3 separate regions of the Mus musculus genome follow, and all the other regions are linked to region 3. The links are chromatin contacts, called in public promoter capture Hi-C maps. All regions are on one chromosome and are shown on one strand. The core of a region is the stretch at or near the end of the contact, and the rest is flanking DNA. Distances in the headings are between cores, read along the strand shown. Region 1 holds the start of Lypla2 (lysophospholipase 2). Region 2 holds the start of Eloa (elongin A). Region 3 holds the start of Syf2 (SYF2 homolog, RNA splicing factor (S. cerevisiae)).

What was found. Promoter capture Hi-C pulls out the DNA fragments that hold promoters and counts their contacts.
Region 1: a contact with region 3 is called in a promoter capture Hi-C map of liver, with 3 times the contacts expected there. The contact joins the promoter of Lypla2 here to the promoter of Syf2 in region 3. A contact is called at or near these places in 6 of 39 promoter capture datasets (cranial neural crest, erythroid cells, hippocampal neurons and 2 more), 1 of 484 Hi-C or Micro-C datasets (B cells), 3 of 115 datasets of contacts at active chromatin or transcription factors (embryonic stem cells, pancreatic cancer cells and thymic regulatory T cells) and 1 of 9 other capture datasets (liver).
Region 2: a contact with region 3 is called in a promoter capture Hi-C map of liver, with 4 times the contacts expected there. The contact joins the promoter of Eloa here to the promoter of Syf2 in region 3. A contact is called at or near these places in 2 of 39 promoter capture datasets (hippocampal neurons and liver), 1 of 484 Hi-C or Micro-C datasets (B cells) and 1 of 9 other capture datasets (liver).

The regions. Positions count from the first base shown.
Region 1 is chr4:135,971,123-135,975,367 of GRCm38.p6, forward strand. Lypla2 (lysophospholipase 2) reads right to left here and starts at 1,472. Exons shown (of 10, transcript NM_011942.1): 1 at 1,396-1,472.
Region 2 is chr4:136,019,479-136,023,538 of GRCm38.p6, forward strand. Eloa (elongin A) reads right to left here and starts at 2,171. Exons shown (of 11, transcript NM_013736.4): 1 at 2,073-2,171. The coding sequence starts at 2,147.
Region 3 is chr4:134,929,585-134,933,580 of GRCm38.p6, forward strand. It overlaps Syf2 (SYF2 homolog, RNA splicing factor (S. cerevisiae)), which reads left to right and starts at 1,396. Exons shown (of 7, transcript NM_026780.3): 1 at 1,396-1,434; 2 at 1,596-1,700. The coding sequence starts at 1,411.

The DNA of each region.
Region 1 (4,245 bases), core at 222-2,721, 1.0 Mb after region 3:
GGGGTAGAAAGTTGGCCCCAGGGAACCGGAGAGAGATGGTTCAGCGGTTAAGAGCCTTGGCTGCTCTTCCAGAGAACCAGGGTTCAATTCCCAGCACCCACATGGCAGCTCGCAACTGTCTGTAACTCCAGTTCCAGGGGATCTGACATCCTCATACAGCCATACATGCAGACACAACACCAAAGTGCATAAAACCAAATAATTAAAAAAAGAAAGAAAGAAAGGAAGGAAGGAAGAAAGGAAAGAAAGAAGTCTCCATCCCAAGGCTGAGAAGGAGAACTTGGTCTAGAACTGGCACGCCTGGTTTCTGACCCAATCCCAAAGCCTAAGCATGGTACAGGTGGGCTGGCACTGGGTTTAGGGGTTGGAAGTGTAGGGGCAAGGGAAGGCAGGGTGGTCCCTGTAGCCTTCCCCCTATGTCTCCGAAGGCTAACTGCATCTTTCCAAGGTCTCAGGTGTCCCTTTCCTGGAATTCCCCTTCCCTGAGTCCTGCCCCTAGAGAGAGCTGGAGGAAAACCGCTGGAAACAGGCTTTCAGTCCCACCCACATCCCATCTTATCCATCTTCCCTCTCCTCCCCTCCTATCCAGCCCCTATCCAGTCTTCTCAGCTGTCTGGCTCAGTAAGAAATTCCCGAGGCCTCTGGAAGCCACCCATGTCCCATGAGAGCCAAACTCCTTTCTGCCATCTTCTACCAAAAACTGGTGCTCTAAGCTTTCCCAGTTCCACAAGGCTACCTGCTGTTGCTGCTGTCACTGACTCCAAACGGGTCCCCAAATGAACAGGTGTTGGGACTCCCAACACAAAAGAATATCAGGCTGCCTGGCCCCTCCCCATCCTTAGCATCCTCCAAACTCCGGAAGCTTGTGCTACCTGCCTCTGAAGTGTCTTAAGGGCGCCCCGCCCTCCCGCTGGCTCCCACCTTCCAGCTCTGACCCTGACTGCCCCTCCTCACGGTAGGATGATCACATAGCATCTTTCCACACCTCTGACTCTGGGGTTCCTCTTTCCACAGGGAATGCACCTGACACCCTAAGCTAGGATCCCCTTCCTTCTAAGCTCTGGGGACTCCCACTCCACCCGGCTCCCACTCTCCAAAGGATGACCGTCGTCTCCCATTCTCCACAGTGGGAACTTGGGTTCTGAGCCAGGGTCATCACATCCCTACGGTGGCATTTGCTGCCTTGCCCCACGGCTCGCACCTGCCCACAAAGGGGCATTGACCCTGGAAAGCCTCCGCCCCACAATGGGGTCTCCCACTGCCCAGCGCGCAGCCGCTCTCCCGCCACGCGCGCAGCCCCTGGCCCGGCCGTCCCGGGACTGGACAGCGCCCTCCGGCCACTCCCCACCGCCACCCCGGGACCCTCGCAGCCTCGCTGAGCGAACGCCTGGATACCTCACTCCCAGTGGCTTCCGAGACCGTTCGGGCGATTCTCCCCTTTCTCCCGCACAGGCACACACTCTTCCCCCTCGGCCGCCCCCGCCGGAACTTCCGTTCCAGTCCCGGGAACCCAGCCATCCTGCTGCCGGAAGTAGCCCGGCCAGCAGTACGGAACCCGGAAGCGAGTCCGGCTTTCCAGGTAGAAGCTGCCATGTTGCCCACAGTGGGACCACTCCCTGTGATGCGACGCTGCCACCTACAGCGTCTGGACATGGCACTGGATTCCCAGATGTCCTACCAGCTAAGCCCTCCTGGTGGACCTGCGTCCTGGAGGAGAGGCATTCCTCAGTATTGTTTAGCATAAAGTTAGCCGTCTTCCCATCCCCGTGGAGCAGGGTGCACTTCCAGGTGTGGTCTTGGATGTTCCCCACTGTCTTGTTTCATTAAGATACAGTTCACTGCTTAGGTCTCCAGTGCGCAGTATCGTATGCTTAGGTAGTGAAATGGTTACTTTAGTGGAACTCTGTGAAGTCTCAGAGATTGGCTTCCCTCTCAAAACTGGTGAATGCTTTTAGCCACACGTCTCCTGTCGTACTTTAGATTTGTCTCTTTATTCGTCTTGCTTCTTGTTTACCCTCCATACTGTTTCTCAAGCTGTAGCATTATACACCCTGACCTGAAAAGACCTGAGTTCACCCCGTCCTCCACTCTTATCTTTAAAGATGAGGAAGCTAAGGCTTGGGGAAGGAAGTAAATATATATCGACCTCAAGATTACACTGTGATCTCTCTTTCCTGACCGGCTTCCTCAGCTATAAAATGATAATAACCACCTGCTATTTCATCACTTTGCTGTTAAGCTTCAAGGAGGCCACGTAAACTTGCTTTGAACACTAAAATCACAGTGTGAGAGGCCTTACCCACTTGAAGAAGGACCCTGGGAAAGTCCGTAGGCCGTATCAGGATACTGACACACTGGCAGGGTTGGCTCGGCACTGTCCTTGACAAGTGATGCCTTGCAGGCTGCACAAAATGCCACCAGCTGTGAGCTAAGAACAAAAGGGCTTCATTTGGTCACCACTGAGTCACACTGGTAAAGTGAAAATTGGACTTGGAGTCCAGGCTGAGAGACAAGCTGAATTGAAGGACTGAATTGTAGAGAACCTTTAGGGACCAGAAAACAGGAAATGAGTCACAGGGGTCCCCTCAGCTGCAGAGGACTTCCAGATTAACCTACACTAGTTTTTTTGTTTGGTTTTGTTTTTTTCCCACCCTGCGAACCCAAAGCAATACAAGCTTGGGCAATCAACAAAAACACCTCCCTCCTGACAGAGAAGCAGCTTGTTCTTGTATTCAGGTCATGGGATGGTGCTTAGAATATGGAGATCAAGGGACCACAGCAAGCCAAAGACCTAGAAACGGATATCACAAAAGAAAGAGGAATAAAAACCGAGAAGAAAGCAACACAGCTAACCAGCCCCAGTGCCTGCAGAACCCTGCTGGGTTGGTCCGTGGATGAATACAGCCCCTGTACTTTCTTCACATGAGCCACAGTGGCAAGTGACGCTTCCAATCTTCAGGCTCAGTTCCAGGAGCTACCTGTGAGCTACAAATGAGCTAGTGGAACAAATGAGCTAGTATTGTAATGTGTTGGGTGTTGCGTGTGAATGACATGCATCCATGTTTTGAGCACACGTCAGAGTACGAACTCAAGACATCAGTCCTCAGAGCTGGCTACATAGACCAGACTGGCCTTCAGCATACAGAGATGTACCAACTCTGCCACTCAAGGACTAGGAATAAAGGTGTGGACCACCACGCCCAGCACTCGGTTATTGAGGCAGTCTCTGGTTTGCTGTTGTATTGTGTACTCCAGCCAAGCTGGCCCGAGGGCTTGAGGGCAATGTCCTGTCTGCCTAGCTCACTGCGATCACAGACATGTGCAGTGTCCTGTGGCTTCTCAGCCTGATTCTGGGAATTCTTGTCAGGCTTGAGCAGCAAACACTTTACCCACAGGGCCTTAGATTTATTTATATTTAAGTACACTGTTGCTGTCTGCAGACACACCAGAAGAGGGCATCAGATCTCATTACAGATGGCTGTGAGCCACCATGTGGTTGCTGGGATTTGAACTCAGGACCTCTGGAAGAGCAACCGGTGCTCTTTACCACTGCGCCATCTCTCCAGCCCCTTCTCTGGATGCTAGAAACCCATTCCAGGGCCACACACATTCTAGGCAAGCACTGTCCCAGAGCTACACCCTCACCAGCAGCCCTTCTAGTCTGGAGGATTTTCTGAAAAGCAGGTTGGAGCGAGTCTGAGGGCACAGAGCACTGTTCACATTCTAGTGTACCTCAGAACCTCGATTCCTAACAACCAAAGCCCGTTTCTCCAGATTGAGAGAAAGCGGCAGGATCCTCCGGACAAGGATGGGTGTTCTTCAGAGTTCTCCAGGGCCAGACGCAGCACTTGCTCCCTCACCAGCTCTTCCTGCTTTCAGAAACAGTGGGGTCTTGGATGCTTTCAGCTGCTGGGGCTCTTGCCAAGCGTACTGTGTTCACTGAGAAGTAACTGCTCTCAGGATCCACACCCTTACTTCTTGTGGTGCCTCCAGCATCTCTCCTGGGTTTAAGATTGTTGTGTGTGTATGGCTGTTTCATCTGCATGTTACATCTGTGTACCACGTGAATGAAATGTCAACAGCAGCCAAGAGAGAGCATCTGATCCCCTGGAACTAGAGTTACAATTGGTACTGAGCCACCATGCCAGTGTTGAGAAGTCAACTCAGGGCCTTTGGAAGAGCAGCAAGTGCTCTGAACTAACAAGCCATCTCTCCAGCCCACAGCCTCCCTTGTTTTTACATGTA
Region 2 (4,060 bases), core at 921-3,420, 1.1 Mb after region 3:
TCTCCACCTACCACCAATCTATGGGCTTCATAGTTTTTACACTCAAAACCTGATAAAGGACTGCTAACTTTATCTGTCATGAAAATTGTTTCCAATCCAGTGATAGGAGCAAAAGCTAAGTCATCTCCCAGTAAGGTCTCTAACAAGTGAGCCTAGAGGCTAGATGAAGGCAGAGTGAATACATAGTTAATTTACACTTAAAACACCAAAATCCAATAGCAGGAATCCCAAAAACACAGGTGTGGAATCAGCCTTTTGGCTAATAATGGTCTGGAAGCAAGATTTGGTTGCAAATTCAATACTGCTCTATAATCATCTTGCCACTTCACAAACCTGTGAGAGCTTGCTATGTTAAAAGGAGGTTGGAAAGCCAGCGTGCAGGCTTGCAATTTTCTCTTTGCAGTCAGCGTGTTTCTGAATATCAACGTTTCAGGTCCTTTGCACAGGGGTCTCTCAACAGTTTCCTCACCTCTCTCTTCACAACACATTCAGTTCTCCCTCCCCAGTGGGTACAGAAGCCAAGAGCTCACATAGCTGCTACTGAAATACATCCCCAGCCCCAAGGTAATTTTCTCTCTGGGAAATGAAAAGCCAAATTAGGGCTGTCAGAGGTAGAGGCCTTGCCTACTAGTGTTAGCATATGAGTCCCTGCCAATAACACCAAACACAACAACAACAAAAACCACCAAACACCCTTTTAAATAATTATTAGGAGTTTAAGAAAATTTACTTAACCTTTTTCTAACTTGACATTTCATGCACAAATAGACCATTCCAAAATTTAAATTCTAATGGGGGAAAAAAACCCTACAGATATTATATTACATGGAGGATTTTTATTTTTTTTAACCTGATGGCAGAAACAACAAAATGAGGGTGGTTACTTTAAGGTCAGTCACAAATCTTATAGTGTTCAGAAAGACAATCTGGGACTTGGAAATAATGACCATTTATTAGATGCCCACAAAGGGTTATTGTAAAAAGAACTTGTAAATATGTCTGACCAAAGGTCCCCAAGGCCTCCAAAGAAAGTAAAACACAAGACAATTGAAACATTTACGTTTTCGCTGACTTATAACAACAGCTTCTGAAGAAGTGTATCTCTGAGCTAAAGGAGGGTAGTTAAAAAGTGGCCCGGAGGTTGAGAGGTAGTGACCCAACTAGGAACAAGAAGAGTGAATGGGGTCCCTGACTGGAAATTCTGATGGTGATTAACACTTATAAAGAGCACTTGGGTCTAGCTGGTATTTCAGGAAGAAACTAGAGAAGGGACAGGTCGAGCAGAGAACTCCTCCAAAGTCCCGAGCTGGTGCTGGCTAGGAACCTAGATTGCATGTGTAAGTCCGCTCGCTGTCTCCCTCCACCACTTCCTCTTCCACTCAGCTCGCTGGACACTTCACCTTTTAGGAACCTCAGGCCCAGGCTAGAATGCTGACAAGCCATGTCACACCCTTTGGTGTTTTCGGCTAGAGACTACAGTGAAAACGATTCTAATTCCCACCATACCCTCTTCGTAGAGCTCAGAGAAGCCTAGACACCCGGGGGACCGCGAGGGGATACAATGTATTTAAAAAGTAACAGTTTCTAAAAAGGAGCAACAAAGTAGTTAAGTGCAATTAAACATGGTTGCTCATCACAGCCTGGTCCCACCTTCCAGTATGTCAGAGCGGAGTTAACACGCTCACGCCCTCATCCAGGACCCGAGCTCCAGGAGCAGAGCTCGAAAAACCCCAAGGCGTTCCCCGTTTTCTCGGCTAAAGGGCAGGGTACAGCACAGGGGTCCTCGAGCCGCAGGACCCCCAAGCAGCGGACGGAGTCGCTCGGCTGCAACGGGGAAACAGCTGGCGCGGCTGCCCGAACCCCGGGGAGAGCCGCAAGGCCCGGCCGCCCCTCCAGTCCTCAGCCCCCAGCCGGGGTGCGCCCGCCGGCCGCGAACTCCCCACTGCCCCGCGCCGCTCCGTGGGGCCTGGCTCCGGGTCGGAGGAGAACCCCACTGCGCCCTGCCCGCGACCGTTACAGGGCCCGCGCCGCGCCCAACGCCCGCCCGCGCCGCCCGCCCGCCCGCCGCTCACCTTCTTGGGGTCCGGGTTCGCAGCCAGGCGCGCCTGGAGCTTCTCCACAACTTGGAGCGCCGACTCCGCCGCCATCGCTGTCACTGGCGCGGCCTCCTCGCCGGAACTGGGCTCGCGTCGCGTCCTCGGGCCGCAACTCCGCCCTCCGTGAGGGCCCGGCGGAGACGGAAGCGCGAATGGTCCCTTCCGGGCCTCCGCTGGGGGTGTGTGTATGTGTGGAAGGCCTCAGGACCCGCCCCCGCGCCAGACCACGCCCACTATATCACGGCGATCTGTCGAATACAGCACAGGTCACGCCCCCGACACGCCCAACCCAGAGCCACGCAACCAGCCACGCCCCCAAGCCTGTATTCTGCAAGCCAAACTCTGGCTTTAACTCTCACGCACCGCCTTTCCAGTCATACGCTCGTTTTCGCCTAAGGGTGGGTGGAGTCAGTGATCAGGGTCCGACGCGGCTCCAGGGACCCTTGGAGTGGAAGGAAAGAACTGACTCAGGTAAATTATCTGACTTCCACCTGCAAGCTGTGACACACCCTCGCAATAAAAGAAATCGTGTAATTTTAAAGTAACTTAACGGTATTGTAATTTTGGGAAAGCAATCCAGGCTGTCTGGTTTCAAGGCAATTTGAAACACTAGAAATAAAAATAATAACACATTATTAACCACCTTGTCTGCAAAATCAGAGAGCAGCCCCTTTTATTAGACTGTTCATGTGACATTCTTTTCTTTTCTTTCTTTCTTTCCTTTCTTTCTTTCTCTCTTTCTTTTTATTTCTTTTCTCAAAAAGGATTTCTATGTGTAGCCTTGGAGGTCCTGGAACTCACTCTGTAGACGAAGCTAGCCTTAAACTCACAGAGATCCACCTGCCTCTACGTCCTAAGGGCCAGGATTAAAGTTGTATGCCACCACCACCTGGCTCCATTTAAAAATAAATTAAATCATAATGAATAAAAAGTCATAATATATTAAAAACCAAACTGAACTACATGAGATTCTGTCAGAAAAGAGCCGCTGGGCGTGGTGGTGCACGCCTTTAATCCCAGCACTCGGGAGGTAGAGGCAGGAGGATTTCTGAGTTCAAGGCCAGCCTGGTCTACAAAGTGAATTCCAGGACAGCCAGGGCTATACAGAGAAACCCTGTCTCGAAAAACCAAAAAAGAAAAAAAGAAAAGAAAAGAGCCAGGCAGTGGTGATGCATGCCTTTAATCCCAGCACTTGGGAGGCAGAGGCAGGTGGATTTCTGAGTTCAAGGCCAGCCTGGTCTACAGAGGGAGTTCCAGGACAACCAGAGTTACACAGAGAAACCCTGTCTCAAAAAACCTGTATATCCCTGGCTGTCCTGGAACTCACTTTGTAGACCAGGCTGGCCTTGAACTCAGAAATCCACCTGCCTCTGCCTCCCAAGTGCTGGGATTAAAGGTGAATGCCAAAAATAAATCTTTTAAATAAGAAAGAATAAATGTTGAGGCATTGTCTCAGTAGGTAGCCTTGGCTACCCTGGAACTAGTTATATAGCCTGAGCTATATAGCCTTGGCCTGCCTCCAATTCACAACAATCCACCTGCCTCCGCCTCCGCCTCCGCCTCCGCCTCCGCCTCCGCCTCCGCCTCCGCCTCGGAGTGCTTGGATTAAACCAATTGACATCCAGGCCAAAAACCATCCCCCTAAAAATAAAACTTTATAAACATAGAGTCCAGAGAGATGGCTCAGTGGCTAAAGAGCTTACCAGATAATTGGCTGATGGCTGAATTTTATCCTTGGGACCATCCTAAAGGTGGGAGGAGAGAATTGGCTATCCTCTGACCTCTGCACACTCATCCTGGCATTCTGGCACATATGAATCTCTCTCTCTCTCTCTCTCTCTCTCTCTCTCTCTCTCTCTCTCACACACACACACACACACACACACACACACATTAAATGGAATATAAGAAAAGAAGGGAAACAAGAAAGGAATGAAGAAAGAAAGGAGACAAGTGCTGTCGTG
Region 3 (3,996 bases), core at 146-2,645:
GTAAGAGGCACCGAGTTTGGTTCCTGGCACACATTTTATCAACTGCCTGAAACTAGTCCCAGTAGATTCAAAGCCTGGCTGCTACACTGAAATGCACAGACTGGAGAGATGGCTCAGTAGGTAAGAGCACTGGCTGTAGTGGAAAGATGTTTCCATCCCAGAACCCACATGGTGGCTCAGGACCACCATAACTCTAGTCTGACCTCCGTCGGCACCAGGCATGCAGGTGGTGCATATATGGATGCAGGCTAAAACCCCATACATAAAAAAAGAAATAGGCCGGCTGTAACTTCCTCATTTAGAGGTATGTATTGCCTTCCATTTGATTTGTGGGGATTTTGTGTGCTAGTTAGACTCAACTCACCTGCCTCACTTCTTCCAGCCAAGTAACTCACTCATTTCTTTTAATCCAGAGACAGGATTTTTCTTTTCTTTTCCTTCCTTTCTTTCTTCCTTCCTTCCTTCCTTTCTTTTTCTTTCTTTTTTTTGGTTTTTCGAGACAGGGTTTCTCTGTGTAGCCCTGGCTGGCTGCCCTGAAACTCACTTTGTAGACCAGGCTGGCCTCGAACTCAGAAATCCGCCTGCCTCTGCCTCCCAAGTGCTGGGATTAAAGGTGTGTGCCACCACTGCCAGGCGCAAGCCAAGTTTTATTAAGCTTGAGAAGTAGCTTCCTACAGGGGAGGGGGACTCAAAAGAGAATTGCCCACAGTTTACATTTTTTTCTTGCCAGTGCTTAAGCTTTTAGATATCCCATGTCTTATAGCACTGGCTAGCCTAGAAGTCACTGTGTAGCCTTGGCAAGCCTCATACTTGATATTCTCCTGCCTCCACCGGCTGAGACGCTAGGAGAATGCCACCACAGCCGATTTGTACCCAGCTATTTTTACACGTGGGATGGCTTTTTCATTTCTAAAATTAATTAGTCGTCGATTTTGAAAGGTACACGTTTCATATATCCCTGTCTTATTCCCGAATTATCTTAGTGACCTTAGTAGTTGCTCTGGTGCTGGAATGTGAGAGTGAACGATATGGGGCCCGCCCTGCTCTTCTACAGTTAGTAACATCAGCAAATTATCTACTCTATGGAAGGGACTTAATGCGGATTAAATTCAAGAGAGACAAGGTTCTTTAGAGCTGGTGACAGGATACGCAGTCCCCAACCAGGCGTCCCATTCTATGTGGTGACAGGTTCGGAGCACTTCCTCATCCTTGTCGTCCCTCCCGGGCCCCGCCCCCGCCCCGCCCCGTTTGCGCCTGCGCATAGCCATACCACGCGTCAGTCCCTCCCACTAAAAGGAGCGTGAGAGGCCGGAAGAAACTGACGCCATCGGGAAGGCTTGAGTCTGGGCCGCGGGCCAGAGGCCGCCGGAAGTGCTCAGCGTTGTTGACGGAAGTAGAGAGAAGGCTGTAATGGCGGCTGTGACTGAAGTTGTGGTGAGTATCACCGGCTTCGCGTAGGTGTCAGTCCGGGAGACGCCGGGGCTGAGGACATGGGTGGGATCCGGGTGCGGCTCCCGGGGAGACCAGGGTGCCGGGCCCAGGCCTGGGCCGTGGCCCCTGGCAGACGCCGAGCCTGAAGCCGGTTATGATCGCAGGTCCCCGCGGATGGCGCGGAAGCCAGGCCCTTGGCGGCCGAGGAGCTGGCGGCGCAGAAGCGGGAGCAGAGACTACGCAAGTTCCGTGAGCTGCATCTGAAGCGGGTGAGTGGCGGGGCTGCGGGCCAGGCTGGCAGTAGGGCTGGAGGAGCAGGAGGAGGAAGGCGCACCACGCACCAGATCTCCGGACCCGGCGTCCCCGGGACCAGATCTCCGCCCGCCGGTGGGTCTGGACTCGGGTTGAGATCGCTTTGACACACGTCAAAAGCCCCACCCGCCTGCTCCACCCGGCCACACCCACATTACCGGGTGTACCTTAGGTTTTTCCTCTTGTTCCATGATTCTTCGTTTTTCATCTAGGGAAATAATTGGTTAGAAATAGTAATCAGACCTTTCTCACCTTAAAAACAGCGAGCACACACTTTCCCTTTTCTCCGAGTTCAGACTCAAAAAAGTATAACTTATTTCCCATCTCTTGTTTGGATGTCTACTCAAATCGTAAGCATGGCTGGCGAGTCACTCTCAACATTAGCATTCTTTCCCAGAAGCTAGCTCCCTCTCACTTCTTTATGTGACTGCTTGGTCATCTGACCCTTTTTCTGAACCTGCTTGTTTTCTTGGACTATAATTCAAAAGGCATGCTATATCTTCTTACTGTCTCCCTTCTAGCACCTGCCAAGATTTTCAGCCTGCTTGACTTGTTTTTGTCTTGATCTCTTTTTTTTTTAAAGATTTATTTATTTTATGTATGTGAGTACACTGTAGCTGTACAGATGGTTGTGAGCCTTTATGTGGTATTTGGGGATTGAATTTAGGACCTCTGCTTGCTCTGGTCACCCCTGCTCTCTCCGGCCCAAAGATTTATTTATTACAAAAATTACTCTGTAGCTGTCTTCAGACATACTAGAAGACAGTGTGAGATCCCATTACAGGTGGTTGTGAGCCACCATATGGTTGCTGGGATTTGAACTTGGGACCTTTGGAAGAGCAGTCAGTGCTCTTACCTGCTGAGCTATCTCTCCAGCTCCTGTCTTTTTTTTTTGAGACAGGGTTTTTCTCTGTATAGTCCTGGCTGTCCTGGAACTCACTCTGTAGACCAGACCAGGCTGGCCTCAAACTCAGAAATCCTCCTGCCTCTGCCTACTACCAAGTGCTGGGATTAAAGTGCCCAGTCCAGCCCCTGTCTTGAATAAAGTGTTTCTTGGGCTGGCAAGATGACTCAGTGTTAGAGGCCCTTGTACAAGCCTGGCCACCTGAGTTTGACCCCTGAAACTCAGGGAGAAGTGGAAGGAGGGAGAGAACTGACTTCCGTCTTCACAGGGTTGTCCACAGAGCTCCACACAAGGCTAAGGCATGCGCATGCACACACAGAAATAAGAAAATGTATTTGTGGCTTTGTATGTATGTGTGCTCAAGTGTCATGGAGTGTATGTAGATGACAGGACAACAGGAGTAAGTCAGTTTTCTCTTTCCATAATGTGGCCTTTCCAGGGATTGATGTCATCTGGCTATGTAGCAGTCACCCTTACCCATTGAGCCATCTTGCTGGCTCAAAAGAACTATTTTTTTTCCTTTTCTAAAACATGGCCTTTGAGCCTCCAAGAATATAAAACAAAACAAACAAATGAGACAGTGCATCTCTGAACATTTACAATGTAAACAGTGGTTCTCAGCTTTCTTTATGCTCTGGTGACACACAACAATAAATTTATTTTGTTGCTGCTTCATAACTGTAGTTTTGCTGCTGTAAATATCTGGTATGTAGGGTATCGTATATGTGACCCTTGTCACGACCCACAGGTTGAGCACCACTGTTCTGCGTGCTGGGGATCATGGACCAAGCACCTGCTGCAGAAATCCTAAAGGCCAGAGTCCGGACACCTAGAACACATAAATAAATACTGGGTGGGTGTGGTGGCCTGCCTTTTATCCCAGCACTGTGGAGGCAGAGACAGGATCTCTGGAGCAAGCAGAGTAATGAGGCTGACTAGCAAACACTGAGTTCTGAGTTCAAGTGGCCATCCTTGCCTCAATATTTAAGGTAGAGATCAATTGAGGATACGCCCAACATCAGTCCTTAGCCTTCACATGCATGCACACCTGCACACGTGTGTCCATACACATGTGAATATACACAGCACACACACATAGTCCAACATTCACAGCCAGTATTCACATGCTAAGCAAAAACTCCAGTCCCACAAATATTTCTGTTCAGAAAGAGTTAATAGTAAATTATTGTGCTTAAATGTTGACTTACAGAGAGGCTGTCCACAGCCCATGCGCCTGGAGCTGGGAGCTTGCCTTCCTGGACCAGATGTCACCAGTGTGTGGCCTATGTGATATCTAACTTACATTTTCCTTAGACTAATGGACTCTGGTGGCTTGCAGCTGCCATTTC